3 separate regions of the Sus scrofa genome follow, and regions 1 and 2 are each linked to region 3. The links are chromatin contacts, called in public Hi-C and HiChIP or PLAC-seq maps. All regions are on one chromosome and are shown on one strand. The core of a region is the stretch at or near the end of the contact, and the rest is flanking DNA. Distances in the headings are between cores, read along the strand shown. Region 1 overlaps GALNT2 (polypeptide N-acetylgalactosaminyltransferase 2). Region 2 holds the start of GALNT2 (polypeptide N-acetylgalactosaminyltransferase 2). Region 3 overlaps GALNT2 (polypeptide N-acetylgalactosaminyltransferase 2).

What was found. A called contact is a pair of places that touch in the nucleus more often than the background predicts. HiChIP or PLAC-seq counts read pairs in DNA pulled down with a chosen protein or histone mark.
Region 1: an H3K27ac HiChIP or PLAC-seq map of alveolar macrophages shows a contact between it and region 3. The contact joins two enhancer-like sites. A contact is called at or near these places in 1 of 5 promoter capture datasets (liver), 1 of 47 Hi-C or Micro-C datasets (embryonic fibroblasts) and 1 of 2 datasets of contacts at active chromatin or transcription factors (alveolar macrophages).
Region 2: a contact with region 3 is called in a Hi-C map of retroperitoneal adipose tissue, with 1.6 times the contacts expected there. The contact joins the promoter of GALNT2 here to the enhancer-like site in region 3. A contact is called at or near these places in 1 of 5 promoter capture datasets (liver), 7 of 47 Hi-C or Micro-C datasets (alveolar macrophages, embryonic fibroblasts, liver and 4 more) and 1 of 2 datasets of contacts at active chromatin or transcription factors (alveolar macrophages).

What each region holds. Positions count from the first base shown.
Region 1 is chr14:59,959,402-59,963,673 of Sscrofa11.1, reverse strand. GALNT2 (polypeptide N-acetylgalactosaminyltransferase 2) reads left to right here. Exons shown (of 16, transcript XM_001927774.6): 16 at 1-2,419. The coding sequence ends at 122. Among named protein-coding and RNA genes, the nearest start is that of PGBD5, 120 kb to the right of the region's middle. Within about 2 kb of position 2,728, at least 14 of the 83 cell types and tissues checked have an H3K27ac peak or open chromatin away from gene starts, as enhancers often do. A contact at or near this core is called in alveolar macrophages, where this site is marked.
Region 2 is chr14:60,138,622-60,143,105 of Sscrofa11.1, reverse strand. It overlaps GALNT2 (polypeptide N-acetylgalactosaminyltransferase 2), which reads left to right and starts at 1,727. Exons shown (of 16, transcript XM_001927774.6): 1 at 1,727-2,035. The coding sequence starts at 1,910.
Region 3 is chr14:60,067,368-60,071,743 of Sscrofa11.1, reverse strand. The region is part of intron 1 of GALNT2 (polypeptide N-acetylgalactosaminyltransferase 2); the gene reads left to right. Among named protein-coding and RNA genes, the nearest start is that of GALNT2, 72 kb to the left of the region's middle. Within about 2 kb of position 2,448, at least 20 of the 83 cell types and tissues checked have an H3K27ac peak or open chromatin away from gene starts, as enhancers often do. A contact at or near this core is called in alveolar macrophages, retroperitoneal adipose tissue and subcutaneous adipose tissue, where this site is marked.

The DNA.
Region 1 (4,272 bases), core at 1,479-3,978, 110 kb after region 3:
GGCACGTGGGTAGCAACCTGTGTCTGGACAGCCGTGCGGCCAAGAACGGGGGCCTGAGCGTGGAGGTGTGCGGCCCCGCGCTGTCCCAGCAGTGGAAGTTCTCGCTCAACCTGCAACAGTAGGGGGCCGTAGCGCCCCCGGCCGGGAAGGTGGTCACGCTATCGATTACGTTTCTTAGACTTTCCACGAAACTATATACCTCAGTATTCCATCATGGTCTGGAGACGAGAGCTGCGGCCCCAGCCCGGGGGCGGGCGGCACAGAAGCGGCGAGGGAGGGGGCTGCTCCCCGGCCCCCGGGGGCCCCAACGCCCGCTTCCCGCGGCCCCACAGCGGGTGACGTCCAAGCGCCGGCGCCACAGCTGGAGGACCGGGCGGGGAAGGGGGTCGTTGCGGCATCACAGCGAGGAGAACTCTCTGGAAATCTCCACTTGGATCCCACGGGGCGGCCAGGCCAGCCGGGTCCCGTGGCTGTGCGCGCTTTTGTCGCAGGCCCCTCCCCTCCCCACCCTCCGCTGGTCTTCCCGGCGCAGCCCCTGTCCCGCGTGGTGTACTTGCTCTGTTTGGAAACGAACTCCTCTGCGGCGGGACACTAAACGCCAGCATAGAGAGAGAACGTACGGTCAGTTCCCTATGGTTTCTGTAGGTCATGCTCATCGTGTAAACCCTCCACAAAGCAGATCACAGCCGGCAGGAGGGGGAGCCCCCCCCTCCTCTGCCGCCCCTGGAGCCTTATAGGTGAGTAGGTGCTGCCCTGGCCGGGAGGCCCCACCCCCCCACCCCCGCCCCGACCCCAGCCTCCCAGTCTGACTTCAGCTGGGAGTCACGCTCTGTGTTGGAATCCACTTTTCATACCCTTGGTGTTTGTAAACCTGGACGGATTACTTATTTTGACAGATACTACTTTGGGTTTTTGTAAATTCAGTTTCTTTCCTCTAAGGATGAAATGAATTAAGAAAACAGTCCCCCAGCTCCCAGGGATGGAGGGAGGTGGCCCAGGCTGTGCTGCTGATTGCGAGGACCCCTGGTGCGCCGCCACCACTGTCAGGGTCACCTGGGCCCTGGAATCTGCCTGCCTCGGGGGCTTTGGTCAAGAATTAGGCAAAGTGGAGACCAAACAACGCCTGAGGATTCAGGGCACAAAACAGGAAGCTGTGGTTTAGGAAGCATGTGTTGGTATAAACCAGGAGACAGCTGTGAACTAAACAGTCACAGGAAGGAGCCAGGTCACTGCCCAACACCCACGTGACACTTCCTTGTCTCTGAGGTGCCCCGCGTGCAGCAGTCACCAGCCACAGCCCCCACAGGAGGGCCCCTGGTCAGAGGTCACTGCCCTCCTTTCTTCACCCGCCCCTCCCGCACGCACGCCTGGTCGTGAAGAGGCTGGCTTGGTGGTGGGACATGCATTATGCCTGGACATCCTCGGGCCCCAGAAGGTTCTGCCAGGTTGACACTGCTGATGCAGCTCCTCCTGCATATTTCTTCTAGGAAAGAGGGTGCTGTTAGTCTCTCTCCCTGCACCTCAGAAGCCCCCATGTGTTCCCTTGATGACAGTGGGATCAGCATGGAGGTGGCTGGGTGACTTTGTCCTGTCTTTTGCCCCCTGCCACCCAACCAGCTGTGTTTTCAGCAAACAGGGAGGCCACAGCTGGATCAGCTGTGCACACCTCTGTCTTCAGAGGCTGATCCTGACTACACGTTAGCTCCTGGGGAGAGTTCTGGGTACCTGGGTGAGGCTGTGGAGCGCAGGTGGGGTGGGAAGCAGTCACAGGCCCCAGGGTCCCATGGCCAGATCCTGTCACCTGTGAGGTACTACTGCTGTTAGGAAAAAAAAATTTCCCACAGAGGGAAAACAAATTGGGCTTTGAAGTAAAACCAACTTTAATCAGGTTCTTGACAAATCCTCGCCCACACCCCTACCCCCCCCAAGTCTTACCAACTTTCGTACCATCGAGATGGGTCTCCCAGGCCCTTGGGGGGGCAGCTCCCTGCCTCTGAGCTGGGGTGTGGGCGTTGTGAGCAGAGATGGGCTGGGAGGGCCCCCAGGGGTGAGCTATGTTTACATGACACAGTGTGCCAAAGTGACTTACTGTGGTTGCATTACTTTTTAGTCATCGAGACTACCCCACCCTCCCACTCCTGTTTTTACAAGTAAAGATTCTTTCCTAAGAGCCCTTTGAGCAAAGCGTGGCAAAGTTAGTTGTCTTCTCTGTGCTGGTCTTTCTTATGTCTTCATAAAAGCTAAAATGATGGTATCTGTGAGTATGTTTTGCAAATTCAAAATATAGTTTGGTAATTTTTTTTCCAGTTGATTTTTAAAAAGAACTGCTGTACAGAGCTTGTACTTTGTCCATTTTATAGATGGAAACCATCCTTGAAAATTGTTTAACTTAAATAAAGAGAAGATACTTTATAGATAACATTGCTGGTGGCTGCAGTCACTGTTGGTCTTTATGGGATGGATGTGACTGGTGTTTGGGGAGTGTGGTTATGGTCTGTCCTGGCAGGGGGTGCTGCTCAATGACCATGTCTTATCACAGTTTTAAAATGCATTCCCCTCTTACCACTGTGCCCTTTTGGTGTGAATTCTTATTTGTAATAGTAACCGTTATCATTCATGGAGTGTTTAATGTTCCAGGCAGCATGCCAGCCCTTCTCACAGTAACCTAGGCGATTGCGTTAGGGCTGCGTGTTACAGTTGGCTGGGGAAGCTAGTGCTTGCAGCTGTCAGCCTGCTCAAGGTCACAGGCTAACCTGCTCAAGGTCACACCACCCCTGAGTATTCACCTGGTCAGCCTGGGCACTGAGACCCAGAGTCTACACTCTAACCAGGGAAGGACTAAGGCAACTGATGTCTTCACAGCTTTTAAAGTATTTAAGTCGATCTGCTATTTACCTGTTACCTGGCTCCTCCAGTCCCATCCCAGGCAGGCGTGGTGTTCCCCCCGCATCCTCAGCCTTGACAGACACCTCCCTTTGAACAGCCCCATGGGTGTGTGGGGACACAACACTGACCGCTCCCTAGCACCCTGGCACCGGGCTGCAACATCGAGGGCTCTGTCCTCACTCTGGACTGCGGTCGTGTGCTTCTGGTACACGGACAGGATCTGGGGAGATGTCACAGGTGCTGAGTTTTCAGCAAAAGGTCACTGCCCGCATGTGTGAGATGCAGACGCCGATGTAGTGCCCAGTTCCCCGCCAGGGAAGGAGAGACGGAGTGAGGTGGGGAAGGTGCACGAGGAACCAGGCCCGACCACCAGTGAGGAACAGGTGACGGCACATGTCACACGAGGCTGGTGGGGGCCACACACCAGGGCACGTTCCCCATGTGGTAGGCTGGGATCTGTGGGCGAGGCTGGCGGCCCTCAGGGTTTGCAGAAGAGGAAGGGAGGGAGGCTAGACCAGACCCAGGGCAGAGGCCAGCTGATACCTCAGCTTTCCCCCATCCCCCTCACCCCTCCGGTAGGACTAGGCTGGACCTGGCTGGCTGAGTGCTTCCCAGTTTTCAGGGCCCTGTACCACCAGCCACAGGGTGAACGTGGCCCATGTGTCTTCCCTTGGGAACAACGGCTTGAAGGGCTGCTGGGAAAGGGTGTGGGGACAGAGCTGCAGAGCAATGTCACTAAGCCCTGGGGCTGGCTTTCTGGAAGTGGAAACTATTTGAGGTTCACTGCCGGTCCCCACCACCACCCCCGATTCATACGTTAAAGTTAGGACCTCAACGTTCCTCACCCCCAGGCCTCAGATGCAAGTGTACTTGGAGACGGTCCTTCAAGAGGGGCATCAGCATGAGACCATCGGGCTGGGCCCTCACCCAGTGTGACTGTGTCCTTAGAAGAGGAGGTCAGGACATAGAAGTGCACACTGGGAGGTGGAGAGATGGTCGTGGACAAGCCCAGCAGCGAGGCCTCGCAGGGACCACCCCTGCTGGCACTTTGGTCGCCAACGTTGAGCCTTCAGAACTGTGAGAAAAACCCGTTTCTGTTGACTGTCCCCCAGTCTGTATACTCTGCTTAGACAGCTCCTGAAAGGGGATGCCCACCTTGGTGCAGGAAGTGTGGATGTAGCTGTAGAGCTGCTAAGTGGGTGGAAGCTGGAAGAGTTTGGGGCATTTTAGAAAACACCTCGATTGTCTTGAAGGAGCTGTCGGTAGAAACATGGATAGTAGGTGGTGCAACAGGATCAGTGGTATCTTGGAGACACTGGGACTCAGGTTCGATCCCCGGCCCAGCACAGTGGGTTGAGGATCTAGCATTGCAGCAGCTGCAGCTTA
Region 2 (4,484 bases), core at 478-2,977, 72 kb before region 3:
AGGAATGTGATTAATTTTTTTCTTTTTGTGGTCATTTTGTTTGCAGTTATTCTGATGTTTTAGTGCTAGGAGGCATTGTGACACAGGTTCACAGTTCTAGAATGTTCTCTCCTCCCTGTACATTGAAGCCCAGTTCTTAAGAGAGAATCACAGTTGATGGAGGGATTGGTCGTCTTTTATTTCTACAGGATCTTTTTTTTTGTCTTTTTTGTCTCTTTAGGGCCGCACCTGTGGCATATGGAGGTTCCCAGGCTAGGGGATCCAATCCAATGCCAGCCTACTCCAGAGCCACAGCAATGCAGGATCCGAGCTGCATCTGTGACCTATACCACAGCTCACAGCAACGCTGGATCCTTAACCCACTGAGTGAGGCCACGAATTGAATCCGCCACCTCATGGTTCCTAGTTGGATTTGTTTCCACTGTGCCACGATGGGAATTCCTTTTTCTGCGGGATCTTTAATCGTCCTTTTTTACGTCCTTCTTTCTCTTTGCCGCCAGACCTCCAAAGGCTATTGCCCTGTTTCTGTTTACTGGACCGTTCCCAGAAGCAAGGCTTCTTCAAGGCTGCTACCTCCTGTCCTATTGTCTTTCAAACCTCTTCCCCTTTTCGGTCAAGTACCCAACCTGTGTTCAGTGTTTGGTTCTTGGTGTTGGACTTGCTCTTCACAGGATTTAAGCCTGGGTTTCCCTTGAGTCCTTGACAACAGTGGAGGGAACTCTGTTGGAATTTGCTGTCTTTTTTTTTCTCTCCTACTTAAGAAGTAATTTTAAGTTCGGTTCATGGCATTCACTCTCCTAGTGGTGCTAAAGGCTTGTTTGTTTATTTGTCTTTGTGTTTGTTGAGGATGTGAGTAGTTTCAGATTCAGGCAGCTGCTGCTTTATCCCCCAGACTGGGCAGCTCCCTGATCCTTTTTAAAATATCAAGTGCTAAGTAACATTTCTTTCTTTCCACAAAACACTGAAAACTTTGCTCTTAAAGGGCATCATCAAGGTTACACAGATTCTATTACAAGACAGATTTGTCTTGCGTCTTTAAAGCTGTTTCCTGTGCTGCCTCTTTTCTCTTAAGACAGCAACCAATCCCAAAGAAAAGCTTTTAAAAATACATATTGCCTTCTTTCTTCCTCATTTCGTGTTTACTTAAAGGCAAAAAAGGAAACCTTGCTATTAACCGCTCTGTTCATCCCTGGAAAAATGTTCCCTTGAGAATCACCTCTCGGTTTCTACCCCTAGGCCCCCACCTCTGCCTAAATAAATAAATGGACACCTGGGGATCAGGGATGTTTTGCTGCAAGATTAGTAAGAAAACTGCAGCGAGCAGCCGCCCAGTCTGGTTCAGGAAGGGGGTTTGCACCAAAAAAATTCAGGTCGTCGGCCTGTAAGAGCGAGCCTGCCGGGGTCTGCGGTGACCCAGAGGTGGTCCTCTCCGCGGCGGAGCGAGGCGGCGGCGACCTGCGGTCCCTTGTGCGGGTGCATGTGTGTGTGCGCACGTGTGCGCGCGCCCCCCGGGGCCCAAGCAGCCACCTGTCACTCACGGGGGTGGAGGGGAGCGGCGGGGCGGGCGCCGCGGAGGCCCTCCCCGCAGGGCCGGCGTGCCGCCGCCATGGAGACGCGTTAATACCCTCCTCAGCCCGCGCCGGGCCCCGCAGCGGCAGCCGATTGGCCGCCCTTTGCTCCCTGACCCCCTCGCCGCCTCCGCGGCCGCCGCTTCCTGCTCGGGCGCCGCGCGGCGCTCCCGGCCGGGGCGGAGCTCGGGCGCTGGGCGCGCGCTGCCTTCGCCGCCAGCCGCGCCGGAGGAGGAGCCGCCGCGCCCTTCCCCTTCCTCCGCTCCTCCCCGGCCCGCGCCCGCCGCGGCCCCAGGCAGCACTCGCGAGCAGCGGCCGCGGCCGGCGGCCGAGTCGGGAGGATGCGGCGGCGCTCGCGGATGCTGCTCTGCTTCGCCTTCCTGTGGGTGCTGGGCATCGCCTACTACATGTACTCGGGGGGCGGCTCCGCACTGGCCGCGGGCGCCAGCGGCGGCGCCGGCAGGAAGGTGAGTGGGGCACCCGTCCGCGGCCCGGCCCCCGGAATCCCTGGCGCCCACGCGCACCCGGCCCCGCCGCGGACCCCCCAGTCGTTCGGATGTGCGGCGGAGCACCAAGGGAGCCCTCAGTCCCTTCTGCCCTTCTATGCGCGGATCTCCGCCCGGGCCACTCGCCCCCGCACCGGGCCTCCCAGCCAAGTCCCCAGGGCCGTGCGCCCCGGCCCCTCTGCGCTCGCCTGGCTCGGGAGAGGGCGACCCGGCTCAGCTCCCGGAGCTGGGGCCGCTGTCGCCTTCCTTTGGCTCCCCAGCCTCTCTCTGCTCCGCGTAATTTAAGTTGAGTCTCGTCCGGCCGCGGGGAGCCCCATCCCCTGTGGTGGGAAGTTCAGGGGCGGGGGTGCTACCCCAGACACAAAAGGGGGTGGGAGGAGGGGGGAGAGGCGGCTCCCGTTCCGACATGTCACGTACCTTAGGAGAGAGGAGTGCAAGTTTCTTTTCAGCCCTTTGATACTAGCCTCTACAAACCCCCTCCCCCTTACCCCGTCCCCACGCCTTCCCTCTTGTCGCCGCGAGGCGGGGGCAGTTCTGTCTCTGCCCGGTACCTCGGGGGGCGGGGGCGCAGCCAGCCCCGCGCGCCGGACGGAACGGACTGCCCGGCGGTGCAGGCGGAGGGCCTCCTCTCCCCTGCGCCCCGGGGGAGGCCGGCCGCCGCCATCCCCACGCGTCCCCTCGCGGCTCCTGCTCGCAGCCCAGTTCGGTCGGCCCTCCGGCGCGGCCCCGGCGCCTGCCTTTCCCGGCCGACGCCTGCGTTCTGCGGCGATGGTCCCTCCGTCGCTGTGTGTGTTCCGGGCAGGCTCCAAGGGCCGAGGGGTAAGTCTGTGGGGACCGAGCGAGCCACCTGGACGGCTGGGCGCCTTCGGGAGGAAGTGGAGCGCCCCGGACGCCCGGACTCTGGGATCCTGCTCAGAGAGCGCGGCTCCGGGCTGTGCACAGGCCGCCTGTGTTGTTTGGTGGCTCCTAGGCTTTAAAAGCAGCTCCCACACCGTGTAACCCCTATACTGTGACACTTAGTGTCACCGCAAACCCAGGAAATTCTGAGTTAATGGAGATGGACCATGGATTGGGCTGGAACGAGGGAATGGTATCAGGAACAAGCCACACAGGGGTAACTGGAAGAAAAGATTTAGTCCTAAAGTCAGGCCATGAATGTCAGCGCTGAGGTTTGGCTGCTTCAGAGGTTTCCTTCCTGGCTTCCTTCCTTCTTTCATTCTCAGCTGAAGAATGTCTTAGATGGAGATAGGTGTATTACTTAATTATTGGTAAATTTCATAGGCTTGCCTTATAAAGAGGGGAAGAAATGAGAAGTCTTTGCATGTACGGAATTGGCCTCGCTTACTTCTGAGCTGACATGTACTCTCAGCCCCGTTTTCCCCTGTTTGAGTCCAGGGGACTGTTCATGTACACGACGTCTCCATTCAATGAATAGTAAAGAGCACTGCCCCCCCAAGGAAGCAGTGCAGCCCTTTGAAAGCCATGGTCCTGTTAAGCTGGAATTATTTTAATAGCTTTGCTGCCCAGGACCATGTAGCTTGGTGTGCTGGTGAACCTGGCAAAGCTTCCTGCCTTTCATGTGAAAGAAACCCACACACATAAGCCTTACTTAGCAATTCCCTTCACTTGTTTAGCCATTCTTGGTAGCACGTGTGATTAGAAACAGCACGAGGGTATCATGAGGGTCTGGAGACGTTGCCTTCTGCCTGGTGGGCTGCAGCAGGTGGATGGTTTTTGAGGGTTCTTCCATTTGATCCTTAGTTTAAAAAAGAAAAAGAATTCAGGACCTCCTTGTGTCCTGGTGGCGACAGGAGGGTACAGAGATTTAGAATGAAGTGTAGAAAATGAACAGTTATACATGGATTGGTGGCAGGATTCTTTTCTGTCCATGAACCATAGCATTTAATCCTAGCCCTTGGAATGTTGTGATGTGTCACTTGAGGAAGGGAGTGTGAATGCAATAGCTTTTGAAGTTGGAGTGGACCCTGGGAGTTCCTGTTGTGGCTCGGTGGGTTAAGAACCCAACGTAGTGTCTGTGAGGATGTGGGTTCTATCCCTGACCTCGCTTAGTGGGTTAAGGATCTGTTGCCATGAACTGTGGTGTAGTCGCAAATGTGGCTTGGGTCCCGCGTTGCTGTGGCTGTGGCATATAGGCGGGCAGCTGCAGCTCCAGTTCGACGGACCCGTAGGCTCGGAATTTCCATATGCCTTGGGTGTGGCCCTAAAAAGAAAAGAAAATAAAGTAAGTGCCCTGAGACTGTCTTTGGAGGGGTGACCAGAGCACACTGTCTTGAATTTGCTGATCTAGAGTGTAAAACTGCGGTCTTTCTTCTTGGGTTGTTTCCATGGATTCAGACACTGGAAATCTAGTCTCTTCAAATTTAGTTCATCCTCGTGATAAAAGGAAATA
Region 3 (4,376 bases), core at 1,199-3,698:
GGTGAGCAGGGGAGTTGAGAACGTGGTGAGCAGGGGGAGGTGAGAACCTGGTGAGCAGGGGGAGGTGAGAACCTGGTGAGCAGGGGGAGTTGAGAACCTGGTGAGCAGGGGAGGTGAGAACCTGGTGAGCAGGGGGAGGTGAGAACCTGGTGAGCAGGGCGAGATGAGAACCTGGTGAGCAGGGGGAGTTGAGAACCTGGTGAGCAGGGGAGGTGAGAACCTGGTGAGCAGGGGGAGGTGAGAACCGTGTGGGGCTCTGGGGAGGGATGATCTGTGCTGTGTCCCCTGGGCAGCGCCGTGCAGGAGGGGGTCAGGGAAGCCAGTCTAGGGCAGGTGGGCGATTGGGAGGGTCCTGCAGGGTCTAGGTGAGAAGGCTGGGCCTTCACCGTGACCTGAGCACTGGGAGGAAGGAAGGGCCAGAGCAGACAAAATAGGAGGCAGAGTCCCAACAGCTGGGTGGGTGGGGACCTCACTGAGTCGGGAGGCGGTAGAACGGATCCCACTTCATGTTCTGAGATTGGACTCCATCCTCAGTTTAGAGGAATGGCTTTGTACTCTTTCTGGAATGTCGCCACTGGACCAATAAATATGGCAACTAAAATGAACACACCCAAACCCTTTCTCTCTCTTTTCCTAGTTTAACTGACCATGGGATACAATGCCCTCGTTTTATTAAAAGCATTCATTATGGTGAGCACAGCTCCCAGAAAACCACCTGCTTCAGGGAGAAGGTGTGGTTTGGCCTCTGTGCTCCCTTTGCGGGTCCAGGACTCAGGCAGAAATGGCTGGAGAGCTGGTGGTGCTGGGCCGGCCGTGGTCTGAGGCTTGTTCTGCACTGGTCTACTGCCCTGGCCACAGCTTCCTTCCTGTCCCTTTTAAATTCTCAGACCAGGGCCAAGTTCACATTCTCAGTGGGAGCTTGCTTTGCAGCACCCTCCCCACCTGCCCCCAGCCCCTGCCCCTTCCTCCCTCTCACAGTCTGGACAAGCTCCTCCCTCAGCACAGGCATGCTGCCCTCTGCCTGCCCTCCTTGCTGCAGATGTGGCCAGATGCCTGGTCCTAGAGACAGGGCCCTGCCTCTCACAGGGCCTCCGTGTCTGATTCTCCGTCCCCTGGTTACAAACACAGCTGCAGCTCTTTGATTGGACCTTGTCTCGCCTGGGGTTGGGGGGGCAGTGTGGGGCCACTTAGGGTGCAGGAGTATTGGTCATTGTGGCCGCCTGGTTGCCACCTTACAGGGTGCTGTCTTGTGGGCTACTGCCCACTGTGCGTGCGGTTAGTGGTTTGAGCCCCAGGTTGCTGCGATGATGCTGGGCTGGCTGCTGGGGGAGGTGATCCCCCTCCTCCCAGTGACTCTGGGGGGTTACACTGGACCCCTTTGGTGCAGGGGACTCAGCAAGAGGTCGAGGACCCTTGCATTAAGAGGATTGAAGAAACCACTTGTGTGTGTGTCATTATGTCAGTGTGTGTATGTGTCACTGTGTGTGTGTGTTTGTGTGTCCTACCACAGCGTGCTGCCTTGCTTGGCTTAATGAGGTGGGTGGCAGGCTTAGTTTAGGTTTTGTTGTTTTACGTCTCAGCCGTGTAAATATGAACAGGCAGATGTATTGAATAATTCTGTGTCCAGGGAGGGAAATTGTAGCCATGCACTGTTCAGTTGTATAATAGGGCGGCGGGATGGAGACCCCCCAAACCTGCCCTCTGGCCAGGCCCACTTCAGGGGACCTTCCTTCCTGGAGATGGACCTCCCAGGCGGGTTGCTGGACCAGCTCCGCAGAGCTTCTCTGGAGGCGTCACGCATCTTCTCTGATCCTGCCACAATGTAGAGTGACAGCCCCCAGGGTGAGGGTGGGGGTGGGGAGGTGACTGGGTGGCCACCCACCTCGGAGCCCCTGTTACTCCCGACAGTGTTTCATACATCTCCCAAGGGGGTATGTTTGAAACTTGGGTTTGGATAAAACAAACGTCTTTTTTTTTGAACTTTTGATCCTATTCCTGAAAACTGCTTTAAGATTTACTAAAACAACAGCTCCGCTTCCTCTGCCCCCGGTCTTCGTTTCTGTCAGCAGAAAAGTGAGTGGCTCCACGTTGAGATCTGAGATCGTGTTGGGAGGGGACATGCGTCTTATTCTGAAAGTGGAAGTCTTGTCTCCTGGGTGGTGTGACCTTTTTGACAAGGATGCCTTTTCCCTTCACAGAGTTTCAGAGTCCTTCTCGAGCTCTTTTGCTCTGTCTTGTGTGGATTCTATAAGCTCCACAGTTCTGTCTGGACGCCTCTGATGAGCAGCTGCGGTGTCTGGCCGCCCACCAGGGACTGTGTGGGCTCCCCTTGCCTTTTCAAGGTGGCGGGAGGCAGGGAGCCGCCCTTCTCCCAGAGGAATCCTTCTCAGCTTGTCCTTCCCTGTGGAGTCAGTCCTTGTGGCTGCGAAACAAGTCACGGGACCTCGGGCTGGGCCACCGCCCACAGCTCTGAGGGCTGGGCTGGATGCATGGGGAGGGTGGGTGTGGAGGCCTTCGTGTGATGTCCATGCAGCTCTTTGCTACTTAAGCTCCCCGACCTGAGTGGCTCCCTGGAACCTTATACTCTTTCTTGTTCAGAAATACAATCAAGATTTTGTGTGGCCTCCCGGACTGGACTTGGTTCTTTGTCAGCATAATGATCACAGGGCGGTTGATGGTCACCACGGCTTCCTTTGTCGTCTCTCTTGGCTCTTCCCATCCCCTACAACCAGCATAGCCTGCGGGACAGAGCACAGGCTGGGGGTGCGGTGGGGGGGGCGGTCACCTGGTAGAACCTTCGTCTTTTACTTTGACTGCTGTTTCCATTCAAGCTCAGGGCTGCATGTTTAGATCCAGACCAGGGGGAGGATAAAGGTGATACAGGGTCTAATATCAATCAGGGTGCTGCCAGGAAGCCAGAGGTTCCGGCCCTGCCAGAAATGTGAGCTGCCCTTAGAGCACAGGATGCCATAGAGGAGATGATGTAGGGCCTGTGTTTCCTCAATAAAGCACTCAGATCCTGACCCCCGGTCCTGCCCAGCACAGGCTGGGAGGAGGACTTCCTGTTCTCTAGTTAGCTCAGACTCTGCCTCCCCCCCACGCCCCCACCTCCCCCCACCCCCCTGCCTGTGATATCCTAGTAGGCAGGCCTGGGGAGGGGCTGCACGGCTTGAGGGTGTTGGAAATTAAGATAATGCTGGCTCGGGTTGCCAGTGTCGGAAAGTGAGACACGTAGACAAGGAGAAATCCCGACAAGGCTCTTTACTTCTGCAGAAGGGCACAGGTGTCCAAACAGCACGTGCGCCGAACAAAGGACCCTCCCCTATTTATCCCTAACGCAGGTGATGTACCTGTCCCCTTCCCATGGGTCAGGTCAGGGTGCACATTCTTCCCTGTTGGCTGATTGAAACAGATTGTTGCTGGGAAAAGAGGTAAAGAGGAAGGGGGTCGCAGGGGGCGTTTGAGCCGAAACCGGAGCAAAATGGAGTAACCAAGATTTCCTTTGATAGAAAAGATGTTATGTTACTTTCCACAGCGGGGAGGGGTCGCAGCTGCCCGTGGACTCCGAGGGCTCAGACCGGTGGGCCTGGAGGCTTCTTCGACCTCTTTGCCTTGGGGTAGACTTAACAGTGTGCAAATGGACAGGCTGGAACCTTGGACACGACTCTTGTGAAGATGAGGGCAAGGCTCTCAAACTCTAAATCTCAGCCTACTAAGTAGATGATGAAACTTGAGAGGACAGCACCAGTATTTCAAAGAAAAAAATAGACCAGAGAAGATATCAGCACATCCCACATGTAAACGTAGAGAGTATTTTATGGAACTTGTCACATATGTGTGTGTGTGCATATGTGTGTCTATGTATATGTATTATATATACATTTATGATATGAGTTGTGTGCTGCTTCTCTACAGCCAGTTTATTTCTTCCTGCGGCTTTTGGCACAAAAGTTTTCGAAGCCCCGGGCTACTGGTGCAAAGCCTGGAGAGGAATGAAAGGAGAGGCTCCGAGGGAACCAGTTGATTAATCCTGCTGTGACCCATCCTCTCCTTTGTCTTATAGGACAGGGTGAATGCCACCTCCTCCCCAGCCTCGGTTCTCCACCCCCACCGCCCCACCCTCCCAATGCCCCTGAAATCCACTTCTCCTCACTGTGCCGCCCATCCCCACGTCTCCTGGTTCCTGGTCGCTGGCTCCAAGGTGCATCAGCAGGACAGGACTTGACCACCTTGCTCACCTTCTCAGGCTCCGGCTTCCTCCCGTTAACTGTTGTGTTACCTTCTTCCTGGCTCTGGTTTTGGAAAATCACCCCCATCTTTCGTGCCCTAGGGATTTTTGTCCACTGCTGTGAGTAAAATTTAATACTCATCTAAAT